Regions from separate parts of the Oryctolagus cuniculus genome. Here region 2 is linked to region 1. A link is a contact called in public Micro-C data. All regions are on one chromosome and are shown on one strand. The core of a region is the stretch at or near the end of the contact, and the rest is flanking DNA. Distances in the headings are between cores, read along the strand shown.

Evidence for each region. Hi-C and Micro-C count contacts between places; a contact is called where the count stands out from the background.
Region 2: a contact with region 1 is called in a Micro-C map of ear pinna, with 5 times the contacts expected there. The contact joins the promoter of PDS5A here to the promoter of UBE2K in region 1. A contact is called at or near these places in 3 of 6 Hi-C or Micro-C datasets (ear pinna, psoas muscle and an unstated tissue).

The regions. Positions count from the first base shown.
Region 1 is chr2:33,548,668-33,553,894 of mOryCun1.1, reverse strand. UBE2K (ubiquitin conjugating enzyme E2 K) reads right to left here and starts at 3,374. Exons shown (of 6, transcript XM_051842473.2): 1 at 3,200-3,374.
Region 2 is chr2:33,763,371-33,768,955 of mOryCun1.1, reverse strand. It overlaps PDS5A (PDS5 cohesin associated factor A), which reads left to right and starts at 3,860. Exons shown (of 33, transcript XM_008275183.4): 1 at 3,860-4,057; 2 at 4,928-5,105. The coding sequence starts at 4,968.

The DNA.
Region 1 (5,227 bases), core at 2,125-4,624:
ATTTAGCATAAAAACAAGAGTAGATGCATTCAATTGAGAGCTTTTAATTCACAAAAGCTCCAAAGCTTAAAAACTTTTACGTTAATTAGAGGTAACACTTATTTCAGTGAGTTTAAACTAACAAATTAGGTTGCGTTTAAATCCTTTAACTAGCAATGCAAACCCAGCTCAATTATTTTAAATAATTAATAGCATGCCTATCTTCACAAGCCATGACAATGTGGTACAACACAAACACAAGCAGACCTAGATCCAAATCCCAAAGCTGTATGTTCGCAAATAATTTTACTTCTCCTGGATCTCAATTTTCTCATCTCAGAAATCTAAATTCAAAGATTTGTGTTTAAGAATTAACAACAGTGTATAAGCAAATGGCTACAAATGGCAGCTGTTAATACCAGTAATAATTGACGGTAAATAATACAACTTTTGAATAAAATAGAATGGTTTTATAACATCACAATCAACAATTCACCTAATCATCTCAACAACTGAACTCATAACTACAAAATGCACCAATCCAGACAACTTTGAATTATTACCTAAAACTCAATTTTAGAAAATAGTTTCCAACAGCTACAAGATGGATTTCTAACACTGTCCTAAGGAAAACAGGCTTAGATGGTGCCTTTATGTATTTTATTTAGTCTGAACAGATCTCTTCATACCCTATACACCCAACCCCCCTACACAAAAGAAGCTACTTTTACCAATTTCTCATGATGCTTTCACCTGCACAAATACATATTCTAATAGTTGTGTATAACCTCTTGTGACATTAGCTATCTTCACAAAGACACAAAAGGGCTCCCCAAAAAAGGGGGGGTCTTTAAATCAACCACTAGTTTTAGTAAACACAAGAACAGGAAATAAACTTCAGTAAACCAGAGATTCACATAACGTGACATGACGAAATAACTTATTACTGATCGGCCATTCAAAATACTGCATTTATACCCTTACAAAGAACACCAGTCCTTCAATAAGCTGAAAATAATCAACATAATCTACTTATATAACTGGGCCCACTAAAATATTGATGAAAATAAAGCTGTTTATTAGTTATATTTATTTCAAGATTAAACTGCTTGACCTTAACTAAAGGTTCTTCGCAACTCACTTTCTCCGAAGCAGTTTCCTTCCAGATTTATAAAGGTACTTTAAAAATAATTTTGTTTGTATTTCCTGCTTGCTTTCTCTAAAATACTATGACACTTTTAAAAGTAAGGCTCTAGTAGCCCTTACATTTAAAAAAAAAAAAAAAGATTATTTTAACAATATGCACTTCTAGGGTAATACAAGTATTTCTGGTAATCCTCAACTTAAGTCCTTAAGAATACAATGATAAAGTCACCTCACATAAAGCAAAAAGATCACGTGAATTACCTGAAGCAGTAACTTACCACTTTTAAATAATACAAAAAAAAAAAAAAAACACCACAACTATTAGTTCATTAAGTTTCAGGCTTGTACACCCTTATTATAAAGGAAATGTTTTAGGATGTTAGCAACAATATTAGCCGCAATTCTTCATTAGGAATATATACATCAACTACCCTGGAATACATCTTTCTTATCATTACTAAATAGAAAGTTAGTACCACTGTTTCACTGCACACTCTCCAGACATTAATGACTCTATTCTGCATTGTACCACAAAAAATACAAAGTCATCCTTCCATTCAGAGTTTTGGCATATGAACGAACACAAAGGTCAGAGTTCATACACATGCTCTGTAGAGCTGATCATGACTTACGTACTACTATAGTCAATAGATCTGCTAGTATTTGTCATTTTTGAATTTTATAATGATTTTCTCCACATCTGATGTATGGAAAGATGAAATCACAGTAGATTCAATGACACAAATAAAGCTTAAGTGCTATTAGACTATGTCAATTACTCATCACATCCTGGGAAGGCTGAGTGTCACAAATCTTTATTGACATTATCAAAGCAACAATTAGAAAAGACACAAATAGCAATGATATATTCAATAATGACATGGGTGTGGATCTCGAAAATAGTAATTTTCAGTAGTTATGACAAACTGTACTGACACTTGCAGAGTTTCGAGTCAGAATTACTAGGACATTTTAAATACCTTACATAAGTAAATGTGGTCAGAAGTAAGGCATCTAAATTCTGCAGGACTCAACGGCAGAAAAAGACAATTTAAAAATAAAGAATATGCTATGTCAAGAGATGTATATTGAGTTAAACCTACTCAATTAAGAGACAACAATGTATTAACAGGGTGAAATCCTTTGTTTTTAATGGGTCTATTTTTAAAAGACACAAGTTTTAACCATGAGGGACATCATAATGGAGTTTCATGGCCCAACACGAGTCACAGAGGCATTGTCTTGAGACAGTCTGATATGTAACCTGTAAATAATGTTCTCAAATAAGCTACTCATTCACTATTTTTTCCTTAGCTAAAAATATGTAAATATCTTTAATACACTACCTAGCCTCTGCCCCGTTAAAAAGCACTAGATGTCAATAAAGAGGCCTAGGAACTGGGGGGCACGTGGAAAGGAGATAAAGATCTCATTTGGAATTAATTCCCTATCTCAGGTGAAAATTCCTTTATCCCATCCCCCAAACAAGCTAGTATCCCATTATGCCTTTCCTGTCTCCCCACGCCTAACTAGGAGGGAATACCTCTGCATGTCCTTCTCCTTCCCCCAGCACCTCAGGGCTCTCATCGCTCCTCGCCTTCGGAACGGACAGCAAAGGCCTAACAGGCAACAACCCCAAGACCCTTCAGAGTGTGGGCCTTGGAGCAGCGCTGCTCTCCGGATCCAGTTACCACCTTTCCCCTTCCCCCAACCCACTTCCCGGGTTTTCTCAGGCCCGGCCTTGCTGCCTTCCCACACCCCACAGCCACACTTCCAGCTGCTGCCACCGCCTCGAGGCTCGGGAGAGAGAGCTCGTACCCCGCCGCGGAGTGCACCCCTCTTCATCCGCCCCCCCCCAAACCGTACTCCTCCCCAGACCACCCGCCCGCGAGCCGTCCACCCCAGGGCCCTAGAAGGGAGGGGAAGGCGGCGGGAGGAGGAGGGGGAGACGGCCGCTTCCCCACAGGCAAAAGGGCGGCCGCGGGGAGGGCCACCGGGGATATCGGGGTCGCCGCTGGGAGGGCCCGCCCGCCCTGGGCCTTGGTGGGGGAATGTCCGGGAGTTCATTTCTGACCTCCTCGCTCTTCAGCACCTCCTTGAACTCCCGCTTGATTCGCTGCACCGCGATGTTGGCCATGTCTCCGCCCGCAGCTGATTCGTACCCGCCTCCTCCGCCACCGCTACGACCACCGCCACCGCCGCCACCTCTTCCTCCACCGCCTCCTCCCTCGGAGATTCAGATCCCAGCACACGAACACCGCCGCTGCCACCCCGGCCGCCGGGCTCTGCTCTGTGGAATCACCTCCGCGCCCGGCCACCAAAATGGCGCCGGACCCGCGCATGCGCACGACACCGACCCGGCCGGGCGGCGCAGCCGCTCCCGTTGTAGCCCCATACGCCTCAGCCACGAGCCCGCGCCGCGCCGCGCGTCTCAGCCGGAGCTGCGGACGCGTGACTCCGCCCTGCCGGCGTCTGGGGCCGGGCGGGTGCGGCTTCCGCGCTGGCCATCCCTGCCTCGGCCTCTCGGATTCGCCGCTGCGCCCCTGCTTCCCCCCACCCGCGCCTCGCTTGGACGACCCCCAGTGTGGTACTGGCGGGGCTGCCGGCCCCTGGCCTCTGCATGGAGGCCCGAGCCCGGCTGAGGGCTTCCTGCGGCCCCACGCGGCCTGAGCGTCGCCCTGACTCAGCCGGATCCGGGCTGCGTGTGCCCGCCGAGTCTGTGTGAAAGCGCGGCCCCGGTCGGCCCAGGGTCGGTTAGGACAGCCCCAGAAAAGCCACCGCGGTGGCTTGGGTTTTTTTGCTGGTTTTTTTTTTTTTTTTATGGTTTTTTTCTTTGTGGGGGGGAGAGGAGGGCAGAGCATGACTGCCACTCTTAACAATGATCATCTGAGGGACTACCCGTCATTAAACTCAGGGCGGCTATTGTTGGAGCCCATTGCTTCTATTTGAGATAGGTTTCCCCTGGAAAGATCTGAAGTGGGTTTAGAAACCAGATACTGACCGCTAATCTGTGGAACTAAAACCTTGGTTTTCAAACTTGAGTGTTCATCAAAACCCCTGGAAGTTTTTTTCTTTTCTTCTTTTTTTTTTTTAATCGTATTGGTGAGCCTCGTCTTTAGAATGTAGGCTGGGGCCGACGCCGCGGCTCACTAGGCTAATCCTCCACCTTGCGGCGCCGGCACACCGGGTTCTAGTCCCGGTCGGGACGCCGGATTCTGTCCCGGTTGCCCCTCTTCTAGGCCAGCCCTCTGCTGTGGCCAGGGAGTGCAGTGGAGGATGGCCCAAGTACTTGGGCCCTGCACCCCATGGGAGACCAGGAAAAGCACCTGGCTCCTGGCTCCTGCCACCGGATCAGCGCGGTGCGCCGGCCGCAGCGCGCCGGCCGCGGCGGCCATTGGAGGGTGAACCAACGGCAAAGGAAGACCTTTCTCTCTGTCTCTCTCTCTCACTGTCCACTCTGCCTGTCAAAAAAAAAAAAAAAAGAATGTAGGCTGGGCCTAAGGAGGTGCCTAACAAACTCCCTGCCTCTGCTGCTGCTGCTGACGATGAACCACTGGGCCAGGCTTGTGGAAGTCTACGCATTAAGGTGAACACTGGCCAACAGAAGCTCCTTACAGGGATGGTGTTGGGGCCTAGAGCCTGCTAAGGTGGCTGGCGCTAGTAGGCACTCAATCAATATTGAATGTGTAAAAAAAGGAAAATGGTGGAGGTGGATACTCTGTTTGAAAAGCTATTTGACATGGTCGACAGCGCTTGCAGTAAATAAGACGGTTTTGACACCAAGGACTCTTATGAGTAGAACTTTTGGAATGGGGATTAAAGGTCGTAATCACATAACCCAATCAGCAAAATGTCCTATTGCAAAAATACGGCAGCCACATGAATTTAGCAAAAATAACGACAATTGTGGCAGCCAAAAAGGAAGTAGCCGTTGGACATGAATAGTTCGGCAGAGGCACATGGCAAAAGGGAATTTCTTGAATTCCTGCCCCAAAAAGCAAGAGCAGATTTTCTTATTACAATTTTCTCCCCTGCCTGCTCTTTTGGCCAGCTTTGGTTTCCTCGTCTGTGAAATAAGAAAGCTAGAGTTAACGATCTCTTT
Region 2 (5,585 bases), core at 2,611-5,110, 210 kb before region 1:
TAGTAGGGAGCTCAATGAGAAGTGGAGCAGCTGGACTCAAACTGGCAACCATATAGGATGCCAGCATCACAGGTGGTAAGATTAACCCACTACCACAGAAAACCAGCCCCCAAGCAGGGGTTCTTGTCCTCCTCATCCCACCGAACTGCTTTGGTCTTGTGGTCCAAAACAATGTCTTTCATGGTAGGTCCTCCTTAAATAATATTGTACGGGGAGTTAAACCATATCAGGGGGCTGGCTCCAGTTCTAGCTTGTCTACTTCTCGTAAAATTCCTGCTAATGTGCCTAGGAAAGCAGCAGAAGATGGCCAAGTGCTTGGGCCCTTGCCATCCACACGGGAGACCCAGATGGAGTTCTGGGCACTTGGCTTTGACAAGTCCCAGCTATTATAGTAGTTTGTGGCATGAACAAGTGGAAGATCTCTCTCTCTCTCTCTCTCTCTCTCTCTCTCTCTCTCTCCTGTCACTCTGCCTTTCAAATAAATAAATACAATTAAAAAAAATAAGTAAATGGGGGCTGACGCGGTGGTGTGGCAGGTAAAGCCACTGCCTGCAGTGCTGGCAACACATATGGGCACCTGTTCGAGTCCCGGCTGCTCCACATCTGATCCAGCTCTCTGCTATGGCCTGGAAAAGCCTTTCTTGGGCCCTTGTACCCATGTGGGAGGCCTGGAAGAAGCTCCTAGCTCCTGGCTTTGGATCAGCACAGCTCTGGCTGTTGAGGACAATTGGGGAGTGAACCAACAGATGGAAGACCTCCCTCTCTCTCTCTCTCTCTCACCTTCTCTGTGTAACTCTTTCAAATAAAAATAAATAAATCTTAAAAAAATAAAAAAATGAGTAAATGTCACACAAATCAACATGTCTTCTCATTTATTTTATGTGGAGACAAAATTTTTTTTAAAGAAACAAAAATAAGAATTCTAAAGTATACTGTACAAAATTATTTATGAGTATATTTCAAAAGACTAATGGAAAAATAGAATTAAAAGATGTTTAGTTTTAGTTTAAAACATTTTTAAGCCAGTGCTGTGGTATAGCAGGTAAAGCCACATGCCTGCCATGCAGGCATCCCATATGGGTGCCAGTTTGAGTCCTGGCTGCCCCACTTCTGATCCAGCTCCCTGCTAATGCATCTGGGAAAGAAGTGGAGGATAGCTCAAGTTCTTGGGCCCCTGCACTCATGTGACAGACCTGGAAGAAGCTCCTGGCTCCTGGCATTGGTCTGACTCAGCTCTGGCCATTGTGGCCATTTGGAGAGTAAACCAGCAGATGGAAGATCTCTCTCTCTCTTTCCCTCTATCTCTGACTTTCAAATAAATAAAAACAAATATTTGTATAAAAAAAGATGTTTAGTTTGGTGCAAACAATTTTGGAATTAATGCTTATGAGAGTCTTCAAAAATTCATGAAAATGCATAATATGAAAAAAGCTATGTATAGATCTATTAAAAATCATTGATATCAAAATTTTTCTGCATGAAAATAAACATCTTTTAATTATTTTTCACAAAAATTTTAAATAGTTTTTTTTTTTTTTTTTAGGAATTTATTCTTTTGAGAAGCTAATAGAACAAATCAGAGAGTTCCCATTTGCTGTTTCTCTCCCCAGAAGCCTGAAATGGCAGCCAGGAACTCAATCCAGGTCTCCCCCTTGGGTGACAGGGACCCAACTACTTGAGCCATCATGCTGTCTTCCAAGGTCTGTACTAGTGGGAAGCTGGAATCAGGAGCAGGAGGGGGTCAGGGAATCCAGGTAGTGGGATGTGCTATGCCTGAAATGGCAGCCTAACCAGTAAGCCAAATGCCTGCCCCTCTGCAAATTTTTTTTTCAACTACCCTTTGTTGCAATACTCAGGGATTACCATTTTTTTTCTTTTGTGATGTTAGTTTGTTTTATTTTTCAACTTACTATCTTTTGAGTGATTACAAAATTATATGTTAACAATGTAATACATTGTACTGGCTTCAGGCAGTACATATGGTAAATTTGGACTGAAACAATGTGATACATTGGATTAAAAACTATGTATATACAAAACTCCATTTAATAGTACATAAATTAGTTAGAGTAAGGCCCAGTGGCATGGAGGGTAAAGCCGTCATCACCTGCAGCACTGGAATCCCATATGGGCATTTGTTGGAGTCCTGACTGCCCCACTTTTGACCTAGCTCCCTGCTAATGCACGCAGAAGATGATCCAAGTCTTTGGACTTCTGTACCCACATGGGAGACTCAGATGAAGCTCCTGCATCCTGGCTTACAGCCATCTGGGGAGTGAACCAGCAGATGGAAGATTCTCTCTGCCTTTCAAATAAATAATTTTTTTAAAGTTACTGAGAAAATGAAAAAAGCATCCTCCATCTTTATTTATTTAAATATACAAAATCAAGAAACATCAACGTTATGAGGGAGAGTAAAATGTCAACTAAGGACAGTCTGAAATGCATTCTTCCTGCTACTCTTAGACCTAAGGAGAAAGCAGCACTTTTCTGAAGAGCTCTAGCAAATCAGCAACTGTGAAGTCCAAGATGATTACTCCCTCGTGTTACACCTGAAAAACAATGGCAATACCTCTAGCATTTCTAAGGTCAAGTTGAAGGCTTTGGAGGGGGGAGAAGAGCAAGGAAAGCCATCAAGAATCATTTAAATAAACAATCAACCATCATTTTAAACTCTGGCAGGGGTCAGCTTCAACACCTGAATTCTATTTCACGTAACTGTATTCTCTTTTCAACTTCCTCTTCTGAAATTGTGTGTGTGCTATTGAGGTTCCCTTGCTTCAATTATTTACCTTAAATTATTCACACGCTGCTGCACTGAGTTTTCCCTGGCGGTTGTTTTCCTTCAGATGAAAGAAAAAGTTCATCTTTGGTATGTTTAGAACACTTTAAAAATGAGTTCTCCCACACGCACCGGAACCACCTTGCTAACGTGTACAAATGCTTATTCCGGGGTTCCACTCAGAGCTCCTATTCTGTAGATTTTCCAGGTGGAGACACATGTTTTTCAGGCAGTGTCTCGAGTGATCCCGAGGCCTGGGGCCCAGAGGCCATACCTTGAGAACTAGTCGACTGCGCGCCATCTGGGTATTTTTGTGGGTTTCAAAATACTAAGTTTAGAAATCTAAGGTGGGGGGGGGGGTAGGAGGCGAAGTCGACTGGCTGTCGGAAGACGCAAAAATGAGCAGCCCACGTTGTCGGGTTGCAAAAACTTCCCCTCACTTTTGTAGTTCTGTCCCTGGGGAGGAAATACAGTTCATTTTCACCGAGTAATTAATCGTCTTTCCACCGGTTCCGTCCAGTCCCTCAGGGTGGTCCTCCCTCAAAGTCACGAAGTCATCGCCGCGGCGAAAGGCGCAGCTCCGTCCGCCCGGCGCACCCTCGCAGGGCCGTGGGGACGGGGGTTCGCTTCCCGCCACCCGAGCTCCTCCTCCGCTCGTCCTCCCTCAGGCGCCCCGCGCGGCGGGTCTTGGCGCCAACCGGATGGCGGCGCTGTCGGCCCCGCGCGCGGCCGCCTCAGGCCCGAGGGAGGCGGAGGCACGGCCGGCGGAGGAAGGGGAGGGAGCGAGGCGCGCGCACTGCTCTCGCGTGCTCTCGCGCCGCTCGCGTGACCGGCCGGTGTGTGCGCGAGGCGCCGGCTCCCTGGGGCACCGAGGGCCGGGCGCGCGCCGCTGCGTGGGGCGTCCGGGTCCGGGTCGGCGGCCCCGGCCCGCGCGAGGTGCGGGCGGGCTGGCCGTGGTGGTGGTGGTGGTGGGGGGCGTCCCGGGCGGACACCCGCGCCTACGCTCCCGGAGGAGCCGTCTCCGAGGCTGCTCTTCCTCGGCCAGACGGAGAGCGGCAGTGTCTCCCCGCCCAGTGCACACTCGCCCCGCGTCTCCCCCCGCGGCGGCTGCTCCTCCTCGGCACCGCCAGCCCCAGCGCCGCTCCGGGGCGGGCGGGCGGCGGCGGCGGCGGGACCCGCGGAGCCGCTTTGTGTGCAGCCCGACGAGGGGCGGCGGCGCAACCACCTGACAGAGGCCCGGGCTCTCGATGCACCTTCCGCCCGCATGAGGAGGAGGTAAAGGCGGCGGTGGCTCGGCTCCCGCCCTCGGCTGGTGGAGGGAGGGGACGGAAGGGGAGACCGGAGCGCGGGGGGTGGGGGGGTAGGTGCCGCGGGTCCGAGGCCCGGCACGGCTGCCGGGAGGTGCCGGTAAGGCCTTGGCGGGGCCGGGCGGCGCCGAGGGGCCGGGGGCGTAGGAAGCCTCCGGGGTCCATCAGCCGAAGTTGAAGGAACAAAATGTGAAGTGCGGAGCCTCTTCCTGGCGTGGGGTTGCGGGTGGAAGGCGGCTGTTTTCCCCTCCCGCAGGGGTGGGGGAGCGGGACCGAGGAGGGCCGGGAGCCGGTGGGGACTGCCAGGGGCCCAAGCTCGGCCGTGCAAGAGCGTTTTGTTCCCAGGAGCCGCGGCGGCGTGTGGGTCCGGTTGGGTCCCTAGTTTTGCGGCCTAAGCCGAGCCCTATAGGCCTCGCGTCTCCTTTCCCGGAGTGGACTGGTCAGGCGGGGACTGGGCGCTTCTGCCTAGCCGAGCCGGGGGCTTTGGGGTCTTCACCGGCCTCCGGAGGCAGCCAAACTTAGGGCCTAGGAGCTCCGGGGTGGATTTCATTGTGAAAGGCGGAATGGGAAACTCCTGGCGCTGCTCGGCTTCTCCCGCGGCCAAGGCGGCTGGTGCCCGGGAGCCCCGTGGGCCCGGGGCTGGCGGCGCCGGCGCGGGTAGGGGCGGCGGGCGGGCGGCGGGATCCCCGGGCCCGCTAAGGAGCCAGCGCTGGAGCCGCGGCCGCGTCTCTGGCCTCCGGGGGAGAAAGGGCCCTTTCCCGATTAGAGATTTTTGAAATGAAAAAAGAGGTTACAAAGTCGCCCCTTTCTCGCTGAACTTTGGTTTTCTGACCGATAGAGGCCGGTAGAGGACTGTGAAAGAAAAGTTGTCCCCCAGGATGGACTTCACCGCGCAGCCCAAGCCTGCCACTGCCCTCTGTGGCGTCGTGAGTGCCGATGGGAAGATCGCCTACCCTCCGGGGGTGAAGGAGATCACCGACAAGATCACCACCGACGAAATGATCAAGCGGCTGAAGGTAAGCCTTCCGACAGCTTGCAACGTCCGACGGCTGTAGTCGAAGGGGCTTCCTCCTCTGGCTGTGGCACTCTTAGTTTCACCTTCCAAGGTGTTTTAGATAGCCTGTCGTTTTCTCCCTTACCCGCTCTGAGAGGTATTGCTCTGTCTTGGCTTCATCTTTGAATGAGTTCCGTGGGGACAGCCATGCTGGGAAATTAAAAAGGAGTGTGATTTTTTTTTTTAAAGCCTGTTCTTCAAGCATAAGAATACTGTTCACAGTGGCTTGCAACCTTAAATGTTAGCAATAAATTGTTTGGCAAGGTTACTGTTTTCATCAGCTTCTTAAGGGACTGATTTAAGCACAAGAAGCTGTTTTTAAAAAATTATCACAATTTTTGAATATCCAGAAATTTCTTTATATATAGTGTGGTGCAACTTTGCCAGAAGTACTGACTTCAGAATGCATGATTGAAGCGAGGTGATGATTTTAGTTCATGTA